Regions from separate parts of the Muntiacus reevesi genome. Here region 2 is linked to region 1. Evidence: chromatin contacts called from public Hi-C data. All regions are on one chromosome and are shown on one strand. Each heading gives the region's core, a stretch centred on a gene start, on an enhancer-like site or on the middle of the called end of the contact. The rest is flanking DNA. Distances are from core to core; before and after follow the strand shown. Region 1 holds the start of ABRAXAS1 (abraxas 1, BRCA1 A complex subunit). Region 2 holds the start of COQ2 (coenzyme Q2, polyprenyltransferase).

Region 1 (6,435 bases), core at 2,139-4,638:
CAGGAGTGGGTAAAACAGTCTGGGGATGAGGGAGCCTATTTGTTTAATTTGGCTTTTGTTTCTCTTGCCTGAGGAAAAGTGTCTAGAAAGGTATTGCTGAGACTGATGTCAAAGAATGCACCGCTTATGTTTTCTCCTATGAGTTTAATTGTTTTAGGCCTGACATTCAAGTCTTTAACCTGGAACCCCATTCTTTAGTTTTAGCGGTAGTTTCGTTACTTAGGCACAGTTGATTAAATCATCCCCTATTAGTGATGTAAACTCAATCTCCAGCCGCTCTCACTTAAGAAGTCAGTGTGAGTCACTCAGTCATGTCCAACTCTCTTTGACCCCATGGACTGTAGCCCACCAGGCTTCTCTGTTTTTGGAATTCTCCAGGCAAGAGTACTGGAGTGGGTTGTCATTCCCTTCTCCAGAGAAGAAGTCAGGAGTGCGGCTAAAAGTTCCAATCCTCTAATCAAGGCTTCCTCTTTCTGGAAACTAGCTCCCATCCTTAAAGCTATCTAGCCCACCCCTCTCACTCCCCAACAATCACGTTAGCATACAGAAGACACTACTGTCATGCTAGAGACGACAAGGATTTTAGGAATTCTGTTCTTGGATGCAGGAACAAAATCAAATGTATTTTTTACTATACCATTGCTATCCTAATGAGTATGATGCGGTCCATCATTAAAGTTTTTGGCATTTTTTTTAAAGATATGATTTTATTTATTTATTTTTGGCGGTGCTGGGTCTTCGCTGCTTTTTGCTCTGGCTTTCTCTAGTTGTGATGAGCGAAGGCTACTCTTTATTGTGGTGCTCGGGCTTCTTATTGCGGTGGTTTCTCTCACGGGCTTCAGTAGTTGCAGCGCTCAGGTCAGTAGTTAAGGCACATGGGCTCAGGTGCTCCTTGCGTGTGAATCTTCCTGAACCAGGGATCGAAGCCGTGTTCCGTGCACTAGCAAGTGGATTCATGTCCATTGTGCCACCATTTTTGTTTTTTAATTTTTATTTTATATTGGAGTATAGTTGATTAACAATGTTGTGTTAGTTTTAAGTATACAGCAAAATGAATCAGTTATACATATACAAGTATCTATTCTTTTTCAGCTTCTTTTCCCTTTTAAGTTAATACAGAATGCTATACGGTGGGCCATTATGGTTTTGATTTGCATTATCCTAATGACTAACTCCGGGAGTTGGTGATGGACAGGGAGGCCTGGCGTGCTGCGATTCATGGGGTCGCAAAGAGTCGGCCATGACTGAGCGACTGAACTGAACTGAACTGAATGACTAGTGATGTTAAGTATTTTTTCATGTACTTGTTGAGTGCATGTTCAGTCACTCAGTCGTGTCCAACTCTTTGCAACCCCATGGACTGTAGCCCACCAGGCTCCTCTGTCCATGGAATTTTTCCAGGCAAGAATACTGGAGCGGGTTGCCTTTATCTACTCCAAGGATTCCTGACCCAGGGATCAAATCAGGTCTCTTGTGTCTCCTGCATTGGCAGCTGGATTCTTTACCACTAGCACCACCTTAGAAACCTGTGCATCTTCTTTACAGAAAAGTCTACTCAAATCCTTTGCTAATTTTTTTCTGCTGTCATTGAATATATATTCAATATATATTACATATATTCTTTATATATATTCTGGATATTAATCCCTTATCAGATACATGATTCACAAATACTTCTCTTTTCTGTAGGTTGCCTTTTCACTCTCCTGATAATGTCGTTTGATGGACAAAAGTTTTTAATAAAATTCATCTTTTTTTTCCCTTTGGTGTTACACACAAAAAAATCATGGCCAAATCCACTGTCATGAAGATTCCCCCCATGTTTTCTTCTAAGAATGCTAGTTTTAGGTCTTTCATTTAGGTATTTCATTCCTTTTGAGCCAATTGTTGTATATGGCATAAAGTAAGGGTTTAATTACATTCTTTTGCATTTATTGAAAAACCTGTCCCTCCCCAATGAATTGTCTTGGCAATCATGTCAAAAATCATTCACTCTTGTATGTGAGGGTTTACTTTCAATGTCTTGGACAAACTTTAAAAAAAAGTTTTTAATCCTTTAGATCATTACTACCTATAAAATACAACTTAAGTGAAAATCTTTTTGTATTAACAGTGACTTTGCTGAGACAACAGCAAAAACTTAATTTTAGAGAAAAAACATAACTTCTAATGCTGTACATGTCTTCACTATGTTAGTCAAATATGGCTGCTACACAACAAAACCCAGAAACAAGCAATATTAATTTAATTCAGTAGTCTGATATATAGCTAGCTTTCATTTAAAAACCATAGCTTTATATATCATGTGTGGAAAATTGTTAATTCATAATCTTCCTATTCCCCTTGAAGACAAGTTAAAATTTTACATAATCTCCTGCTCAATCTTCCTCTGTAACTCAGCTTGCTCCTTGCAAAGTCTGGATCACATAGGTCATATAGTCTCAGAAAGTGGGGACTTACAATACTAGGAACTGGAGCTTATCTCGGTCATCCTTGTCCTGCTCTTTGCAATTGTCCAGCCCCTGCAAACCTGCTTAATCATGCCTGTCCATGTAAAGGTCAGGCAGCCCCCTCCCCATCTTGACCACCGTTTCCGTGTGTGCAAAACCCCTTAGTTTAAACCAGCCTATTAGCAGCTAGTGTTGCCCACTATAGTTTGTGTATAAAAGCTCTGTAACCCCTTTGTTCCGGGCTCAGAGCTTGGAGCGTTAACTCCTCTGGGCCCGCTGGCGTAATCAACCTGAGTTCTCCAGCTCTCTGACTCTGGGGCTTGGTTTCTCGATTACTGGTTTCTGTAGCACCCTTATCAAATGATCATCAGTATGTCTGTAACTATCATTAACTTGTCAGAACAAGGTTAAACAGTCTGTATATTCTTTGAATTGAGTTCTCAATTTTCTAAAAGCGAACACTCAGAGAAATCCATCTCCCTCCCTCACTCCACGAGATGAAACATCACTAGAGAGTTCTAGAAGAGACATTCTCTGACATTGTCATTAGTATTCTAGAAGTTTCAAATGGTAAAGCGTAGCATCTGACACTGTGAAAGCTCCAAACGTGGCATTTCCATTGTGTTATTATGCCACTAGGCAATGCTTCTATTCTGTCAGCTGTTTTCATTTCCCATACTTTCGCATCTATGCCAGGGCCCCTCAGAAGCAGTTAGCTGCTAAGGCGCTATTCCTGGCCCTGGACAGAGCAGTTGCCCAACACCCAGAAAGACGGACCTGAGCACCAGTTACAACCTCTTCACCGCGGCATCCCCACCAGAGGGCGCCCAAGCCTCGCCCGCCGGCCCGCGACCCCGCGGAGCGCGCCGTGGCCACTGCGCAGGCGCAGACCCGCCTCCTCGGGCGACTCCGCCTCCTCACTCGGCCCCGCCCACGCCCCGCCCCCTGGAGTCGCGCGGCGGCGACGGAAGCATGGAGGGCGAGAGCACGTCGGCGGTGCTCTCCGGATTTGTGCTCGGCGCGCTCGCCTTCCAGCACCTCAACACCGACTCGGACACGGTGAGCCGAGGGCGGGGGCGGGATGCGGCGTCGCCTCGGAAGGCCCCCCCCAGCCCCCGCGCTTGGGCGACGTCCGGGCCGCCGCTGCTCGGGGCCGGCCCGTGGGCTCCCCGCCGCCGCCGCCCGGGCTCTCCGCCGTCGGCGCTGCCTTCTCTCGCTCCCGGGCGGTCCTAGAGGTGCCTTCTCCAGGTTCAGCGCCCCTCTTGGAACCAGCGCTTGCGTTCCCGTGCCTCGCACGCCCCCGTGTCTCTCGGCAGTCCCCCTTTTCTGGTCGAACTCGGTCGTGAAGGAATAGAAAGTTCACACAGCGTTCCCGCCGCGGCTGGGAACGTTGCGGGTTAACTTGCTCCTCGCTCCCGACCGTGGTTTTCGCAGACAACTCGGTGTTTCCCTTGCGGGGCCGCAGTTGGGCACGTTTGCTCACATGGATGGCTCGTAAAGGAAAGATGGATGATGCCACCGGTGGCTGTTTTGGCGTCAGTCTTAGTACGCGGAAAAGATCTGTATCGGGTATCTGACTTTTGTTTGCATTGTTGTCAAATTTATTAAGCTATGGCCTCGGCTTTCGCTTTTGTAAGCGTACATTTAAGTACATTTAAGCGTACATTTAAGCTATGGCTTCAGCTTTCGCTTTTATAAGCGTACATTTAAGTACATTTGAGCGTACATTTAAGTACAGCCTCCAATATGAAATATTTAAATCCTGATTTCACACTTTTGCCTAGGTTCAAGACCTTCTAGATAAAGTTAAGTAATAAAGTAGTTTTTGTTTTTTTAATTGAGCCTATTTTTAAAACTTTTTATTTATGGAACTAAAAACCAGTGTAAAACTTGGAGCCGGAGGAGTAGTGTCAGAGAGAGGAAGTGCTTTGTGTTAGTCGTTCAGTCGTGTCCGACTTTTTGCGACCCTATGGGCTGTACAGCTTGCCAGGCTCCTCTGTCCTTGGTATTCTCCAGGCAAGAATACTGGATTGCCATTCCCTTCTCCAGGGGATCTTCCTAAACCCAGGAATCAAACCTAGGCCTCCTGCATTGCAGGCAGGTTCTTGGCCGTCTGAGCCAAAGAAAGGAAGTGCTTAGTAACTTGCTAAGAGGGTTTAGGGAATATCTATACCAAACCTCATGATTTCTGCTAAATGTTGTGACTTTCATTTTGTAATAAAGGCTTGTCTTTTCCAAAACAGTATTTTGGCGCAGTTCTAATAAGGTTGGAATTGATAGTTTTTGTGTATGCAAATTTAAATTACATTGTAGCTTAACACCTAGCCTAGAGCAAATATATGATGATTTAAAATGCCTGTAGTTGTGGAAATTATCTTCGACTATCTTAGTGTAAATATAAACAAGAATGGGTTTAATCCTATGTAGCTTAAAGGATTAGCACTTGCAAAGTACCATACTGTTAGGGCTTTGCTTCTCAGATCTTTCTCCTAAAGCCTTTAAAAGGTGGTTTTCTGGGTAGTTGTATTGTCTTCTGTTGTCTCTTTTCCAGGGGTTTGTCTAGAACACTATAGAGTTCTGGACTGTTCCCGTTTGATTCTAATGAAGACTCACATTGTGGAAACATTGCTTTGTGTTCTTCTTCTAATGAATTTTTAAAAGTAGTCTTAACTAATTATAAAGGTTAAAAATTCATTGTCAAGCACATTGGGTCTCTAAGTGTACCAAGAGAAATAATTGAATTCTTTGAAATTCACAGAAGTCACTGCTGTTGTGGCAAGATGCCTACATCTTAAAAAGAACCAGGCTCCTCTTTTATAAAGCAGACTCTGATATTGATTTCCAGATCATTAATAATGAGCACAGTTCTTAATCTAAAAAGCCCATCTTGTGTCATTTCATAGCACAGAAGCCATCACTGACTCTCAGAAGCCCGTGCCATTGATGGTCGGGCTAGTCATTTGGGATGGTCAGTTATTGGCACTGTTCCTTCTACCTATGATTTTCTTACAGATGGGTGGTGGGTCAGTGGATAAGTTGTGTCCAACTCTTGTGACCCCATGGACTGTAGCCTGCCCAGCTCCTCTGTCCATGGGATTTCCCAGGCACGAATACTGGAGCCAGTTGCCATTTTCCTTCTCCAGGGAATCTTCCCAACCCAGGGATTGAACCCGTGTCTCCGGTATTGGCAGGCAGACTCTTTGTAAACTTTCCTTACAAATGTAGCTTCCCTGGTGGCTCAGCCGGTAAAGAATCCACCTGCAATGTGGCAGATCTGGGTTTGATCCTTAGGGTGGGAAGATCTCCTGGAGAAGGGAACAGCTCCCCACTTCAGTATCCTGGGCGGAAGAATTCAGACAGAGGAGCCTGGTGGGCTACAGTCCATGGGGTCGCAAAGTGTCAGACGCAACTGGTCAGGACGCAGCTGAGCGACTTTCGCTTACAAATGGGAGTCTTTTCTAAGGCTAACTATGCTGCTCTTCCTTCCTCAAACATTGTGCTCTCATTTCTGGCTTTAAGCCTTTTGTGCTTCCAAGAGTGCTTAAGTCACAGTAGTCTTTAGTCTCTTCTAACCATGTATGGGCTTCCCTGGCGGCTCAGACGTCAAAGCGTCTGCCTGCAGTGCAGGAGACCGGGTTCCATCCCTGGGTTGGGAAAATCCCCTGGAGAAGGGAATGGTAACCCACTCCAGCACTCTTGCCTGGAAAATTCCATGGACTGAGGAGCCTGGTGGGCTACAGTCCATGGGGTCGCAAAGAGTCAGACACGACTGAGCGACTTCACTTTCACTTTCACCCATGTTTTTAAAACTGGTCATGTGTCCCATGTAAACTGGAGTGCACCTGGTCTTTTGAGTATACCCCAATTGGTTGCACACACTTGCACATGTTGTAAAAGTCTCGGGAAATAACAGTTAATTAAGTGACTGAATGGTAATCCTATTGGTGTATTCCATATACTGCTTATTCTTATCTTCCTAGGAAGG
Region 2 (6,435 bases), core at 2,222-4,721, 160 kb after region 1:
GCAGGCATATAAACCTTTACCTGAAGTGCTTATCTGCCTGTCTATTTGTTTTGGCTGCAAATGAATGGCAGTCTCTAGATTACTATTTATCACTGACCTCCAGTTATATGTCCTTAACAGTGAGCTCATCTGTTTCCAGCTTCTGAAAGAGTAAGTTGCAAAGCCAGTTGGAACAAGTACGATTCAGCATGCTACTGCTCTCTTGTCCTTGGGGCATGTCTTTTATTTTCACAGAAAATGTCCTAAGCTGAATCTAGTGATCTGATTGCAAACACTTGACTCTTTGTCTGTTTCTTTAAGAAAGGAAGAAGTTTATGCAGGTTTAGTTTCTATTAGGACTAGAATGGCTATACCTTTAAATCCTTCTTTGACTTCTATATACATATACATGCATATATAACATTTATATATGGAACATATATTTACAAATATTTATATATAATATTGTCATATAAGAGAAAGATTTGATCTTTGCCCCCAGTTCTTGGCATAACGTTCCTGAAACCATTAGAATTTCCTGAGTGGTAAGAGTGTCTTATCTTATTCATAAGGAACTCCCTTTGAGCACAGCAGAATTTATACTAAAGAGGGGACTTTTAGAAGTGATGGTGTTAATCGCTCAGTTGTATCTGACTCTACGTGACACCATGGAGTGTATGTATCCAGGCTCCTCTGTCCATGGAATTCTCCAGACAAGAATACTGGAGTGGGACGTCCTGAAGGATGGGGGCTAGTAGCAAGAAGAACCAACCACCTGTTAGTGAGTTGGAACTTTTACTCCCACTCAGACCTCCAGAGGGGGCAAAAGGACAAACGACTGAGTTCAGTCATCAAGGCCAGTGATTTTTTCTATCATGCCTATATGATGAGGCCTCCAAAAACCCCAAAGGAACAGAGTTCAAGGGCTTCAGGGTTGGGAAACACATGGTGATGATGGGAGAATGGTATCTGTCTAGAGAAAGTGGAAGCTCTGTGCTTGCCCTATTCATCTCTTCCATCTGGCTGTTTCATAGTTATGTTCTTTTATTAAAAAAAAAAAAAAAGCAAAACTGATAATTGGTGAGTGAAACATTTTCCTAAGTTCTCTGAGTCACTCTAGTAAATTAATCTGGGTCTTGGGAACCTCCGATTTATAGCCAGTATGACAATGGCAAATGCATGCATTCTCAGTCACGTCTGACTCTTTGCAACCCCATGGACTGCAACCCACCAGGCTCCTCTGTCCGTGGGATTTTCCAGGCAAGAATACTGGGGTGGGTTGCCATTTCCTGCTCCAGGCGATCTTCCTGACCCAGGGATCGAACCTGTGTCTCTTGAGTCCCCTGTGTTGGCAGGTGGATTCTTTCACCACTGTGCCACCTCCACCTGAGAGCAAAATTTATCATCCCAAAATACATCTCTTTGGCATGAGGATTACTGTAGACTGGTTGTTTTTTTAAAAAAAACAAATGGATCAGGAAGAGCTTTTACTTCCTTCCCTCTCCAACTGCCTATAAACTGGAGAGGATGTGTTCCAGGAAGGGAGCTATCACCATAGATAAGTTCAGTACAATGTGAGCTAGGTTTGGTAGACAGGGAGGAACCTAACAAAATCTGTTTGCTAAAATTCTCTGTCTGGGGAACTCCCTGGCTGTCATGGGGTTAGGACTTCAGCTTCCACTGCAGGGGCCACAGGTTCAATCCCTGGCCAGGGAACTAAGATCCCACAAGCCATGCACACACGACCAAAATAAAATAAAAATAAATAAATAAAACTTCATTTAAAAAACATTCAATAAAAAAATAAAATTCTGTGTCCTATTATTTCTATATGGCCCAGCAAATATTTATTTACCAAACATTTGCTCTTCTCATTCTCTCTGTGAAATATCTTCTTTCTCTTTGAAGTCCCAGGCCCCCTTCTCTTTAGTCCAGGAGATTGTATATACCTCATTTTACCTGACTGTCTCTGGGGGTTCTCATGTTAGGATTCCTCCTACAAATGTAATTAAATTTTACTTTCTTTTATTAATCTGCCTCATGTCAATTAAGTCTGAGACTAGTCAAAAGAACCTAGAGAGGCAGAGGAAAACTTTTTTCCTCCCCAACAAGGATAGGTCAGAAGCACAGGTAACAATCTGGACTTTTGATGGGCTTCGCTGGTTGCTCAGAAGGTAAAGAATCCACCTGCACTGAAGAAGACCTGTGTTTGATACCTGGGTTGGGAACATCCCCTGGAGAAGGAAATGGCAACCCACTCCAGTATTCTTACCTAGAGAATTTCATGGGAGGAGGAGCCTGGTGGCTTACAGTCCATGGGGCCCCAAAGAGTCAGACACAACTGAGCCACTTTCACTGAAAGGGGGCTATCAACAATCTTATAGGACTCAGTCTAACACCTGTGGGAACTGATGCAAACTCCAGCTAGAGAGCGCCAGAATTGAGTAAAATTTCAGGACACTTCGGTGTTGCAGAAGCATTTGATGTATGGAAAATCCACGTGTCTGGTGTCACAAGTCATATAGTGCTGTAGTTGAGAATAAACAGGTATGGGAGAATGTGTGTTTTTTCCTTTACAAATATCGAATAAAATTTCCCAGTGCCTGGATCCCGCTGTCTACAATTGAACAAAGTGTTCAGTATGGAAGCCCTTCCACATTCATTATGTTTCTTCTTTCCCATAATGCTGGAAGGGGAAGATAGAGGATGAGATGGTTGGAGGGCACCACTGACTGGATGGACATGAGTTTGAGCAAGCTTCCGGAGTTATTGAACTAACTGTGAACTAGTTTCCTAAATTTATTAAGGGCTACTTCCTAGGCCACCAGCAGTGGAGACTCAAGATATCACTGAATTACTGATCGGGGTTTTAAAGATAGGCACTTAAAGACTAACCTAATTCCCTAGACCACTAAAATTCAAACGCGAGACTTGCCCACAGTCACTCTAATGATTACATGGGATAATACATGTAAAGTGCCTGTCAAGGGGCCTGGACCCAGCGCCCCCCAGGAGTTGACCAGGAAAAGTGCTCAGACCAGATGTTCCAGCTGCAAGCTCACAGGACCCCATACACTCGCTGCCTCTGGGTTATACGAACTCTGAATTTAAGGTTTTCATTTGCGCAATGAACGTCCCTTAACCCTGAATATGGCTTTAGTTTACATTCTTGGCTTTTGGCCGCTTGGTGACCTTTTAGCTTTAAAAAGGAAACCGCTGCTACTGCAAACCAGTATTGGGCTTCAGTAGATTTTTCTCAGGTGGTTTTATTTTACTTTTCCCTAAAATAACTGCTACGTATTTTGATACCAGGAATTCCTTTCTCTGAGGAACTCCTTCACAGCGCTAGGTGACCGCGACACGTTCCATTTCACGTTACTCCAAGGATCAGGCAGGCCACTGGGCTGTGGGGCCGGACCGACGCGGACGGTCATCCCGCTGACGTCACCGCGCAGCCTGCCGCTGACCTGACGCTCGGGAATGACGTCAGGCCCCTGCGGGTCCAGGCTCTGCCGAGCGCCATGCTGGGCGTGGGCGGCGCGGGACTCGCGCGGGCCCTGCGGGCTGGGACGCAGGCATGGCTGTGGGGCGCGCGCGGCCGCCCACTGGCCCTGGTGCACGCGGTCCGCGGGCCCCACGCGGCGGACTGGCAGCCGTCGGCCGGGCGGGGGCCGCGCGGGCGTCCGCTGAGCCTGTCTGCAGCCGCGGTCGTGAACTCGGCTCCCCGCCCTCTGCAGCCCTACCTGCGCCTCATGCGGTTGGACAAGCCCATAGGTGAGTGCGGACGGACGCGGCGGTCCGGGGGCTGCGGGCGTCGTGGAAATGAAGCCCGAAAGCCGCGGCCTGGCCTCCAGGTGCTCGTTACCCTCGAGAAACCCGAACAGGGCGATCTCCGAAGTGCCCGGCCGGCTGTCACGCCTCCCTGAATCCTGAGCCCCGGAGCGGGGCAGAAACTCCGCTCATTCCACAGACCGTGTTTGTAAGTTGTGAATCGAGCGGAAATTCCGTGCCCGCATCCCTGCATTTGCGCAGATTTGCAGTGTGCAAGCACTTCCACATTCAGTGTGTTTCATCTTTCCCATAATGCTGCAAGGCCCCCCCAGCAAATGCAGAGGAAACCAAGGTTCTTTGGAGAGCCAGACCGGATGATGCTGAGTTTCTTAGTTCTTTGCCCTACACTGTTTGTAGCACAAAGATTTAATTCATTCGAATGCTGCAGGCTTTGCACTTGTGTACTACTTATCAGCTCACGGTCGCCTCCTAAGGGAGAAGTTCCTTGAATTTTCTGTGTAACGTATTCACCTTTCACTTCTCTCTTTACCTCTCATTTTTCTTCATAACCTTCGTCGCTAGCCTTATACATTTATTGGTTGATACATTTTTCCAATACAGCGTAAACTCCACTTACATGGGACTTTTATTTCTAATGTCTAGAAGAGCCTGGCAGTAATATTGAAAGACTGAAGTCCTACAGCATCGCCTAGCCTTAGGGATAGAAAGAGCTGTGGCAACTTTGTCCTTTCACAGAACTCCCAGTCTGGTTAAAAAAAAAAAAGTATTGGGTGAGTTGGGAAAGTATGGGATCACATATAAGTGATACAGATAGTAAGTACAGCAGGAAAAGAATAATTATTGTGAATCTTCATTGCTGGAAAAAGTTGAGAAGAAAGTGTACCTCAAAGCAGTGGTCCCCAACATTTTTGGACTGGTTTCGAGAAAGACAGTTTTTCCCAGTGTTGGGGGTTGTGGGAGAGTGGCATGGTTTGGGGATGATTCAAGTGCATTTTGGGCTTCCCTGGTGGCTCAGTTGGTAAAGAATCCAGCTGCAATGTGGGAACCTGGGTTCAATTCCTGGATTGGGAAGATCCCCTGGAGAAGGGAAGGGCTACCCACTCCAGTATTCTGGCCTGGAGAATTCCACAGAGTCTTTAGTCCATGGGGTCGCAAAGAGTTGGACACAGCTGAGCGACTTTCACTTTCACTTCACTTTTCAAGTGCATTACACTTATTGTGTACTTTATTTCTATAATTCTGACATCAGCTTCACCTCAGGTCATCAGGCATTAGATCCCAGAGATTGGGGACCCCTGCCTCAAAGGACAGGTAGATCTTGCAGAGGAGGAAAGAGTTCCTCATTGGTGGGGGAATTATTTTTGCAACGACTCAAGGGTAGAGGGTTGGTACACTAAGGACATAAGCTCGTCTGGAACCCCAGTTGAGCATAGAGAATAGTGGGCATCAAGGCTGGTTAAGAGCTGGACGGAATAAGAATGGACAGAGGAGAGAGAGGGGTGGAGGCTGAACTCTAGGTAATCTGGCTGACGGCATGTACCATTGCATGGATGATAAATACATTCAAATGCCTAGATATAGTCCCCACCTTTGCTCAGCTAAGACCCCCAAATTAGGCCTTCTTTTTTGTATTCTAGATTTAATCACTATCATTTGAGATCAGAGCACTAAGCATTTATAACAATCAGCAATTAAAGTGTAAAAGTCAATTAAATGATAGGCACAGTCCTGCCATCATGACCTGTGACGTTTGGGGGCCAGATTCAAGTTGATAGGCATAAAATTTTAAGCCTAGTTCTAACCTGAAACCTAATCGTTGTTATTCTATTGTTGGGATCTATGTCACAGAGCCGTAGTGTAGGCTTATGGGCATCTAATATCAGCAACTGCTCTAAGTCCCATTTCCATAAATCTCTGGCTTCTCCCTTAGAAGCTGGACCACATAATAAGACTGTAAAGAGTTTATATACGAGTAAAACTCTAGAGCCAGACTTCTTTGAGTCTTCACTCTGCTCACTTGAGGGACCTCTGGTAAGTTACTTTACCCCTCTGGGCCTTCATGTCTCATCTGTAAAATGAAAATACTAAGAATACTGACTTTGTAAAGTTGTCGTGAGAATTCGTTAATAAGTGTCAAGTCCTTAGAACAGTGCTTGACATAATAAATGTACAAGAACGTTAGCCATTACTTGAGAAACTGGAATTGGAGAAGATTGGGTAAATAGTATTAGGTATGTTAGGAGGATACCTGCCTGCTTGCTTTGGTTCTAAATAAGATGACAGTAGGACTTTTCAGACAACCTAGTAACAGTCTCAGTACTGTGCTGTGTGCTAAGTCGCGTCAGTTGTGTCTGACTTTTTGTGAACCTGCAGACCATAGCCTGCCAGGCTTCTCTGTCCATGGGACTCTCCAGGCAAGAATATTGGAGTGGGTTGCCATGCCCTCCTGCAGGGGATCTTCCCAACTCAGGAGTCGAACCCAGGTCTCTTACGTCTCCTGCATTGGCAGGCAGGTTCTTTACCACTAGCGCCACCCGGGCAGTCTCAGTACTATTAGAATTCATTCAGCAAGCATTTTTTTGAGCCCCTACTGTTTGCCAAGAGTAATAAATTGACAGTAGTAGAATTCCAGATTTGATTTTTCTTTGCTTAAATTCTTCTTTT

Evidence for each region. A called contact is a pair of places that touch in the nucleus more often than the background predicts.
Region 2: a contact with region 1 is called in a Hi-C map of muscle, with 5 times the contacts expected there. The contact joins the promoter of COQ2 here to the promoter of ABRAXAS1 in region 1. A contact is called at or near these places in 2 of 3 Hi-C or Micro-C datasets (blood and muscle).

What each region holds. Positions count from the first base shown.
Region 1 is chr22:18,211,897-18,218,331 of mMunRee1.1, forward strand. It overlaps ABRAXAS1 (abraxas 1, BRCA1 A complex subunit), which reads left to right and starts at 3,389. Exons shown (of 10, transcript XR_010660306.1): 1 at 3,389-3,509; 2 at 6,431-6,435.
Region 2 is chr22:18,369,723-18,376,157 of mMunRee1.1, forward strand. It overlaps COQ2 (coenzyme Q2, polyprenyltransferase), which reads left to right and starts at 3,472. Exons shown (of 7, transcript XM_065914491.1): 1 at 3,472-3,753. The coding sequence starts at 3,501.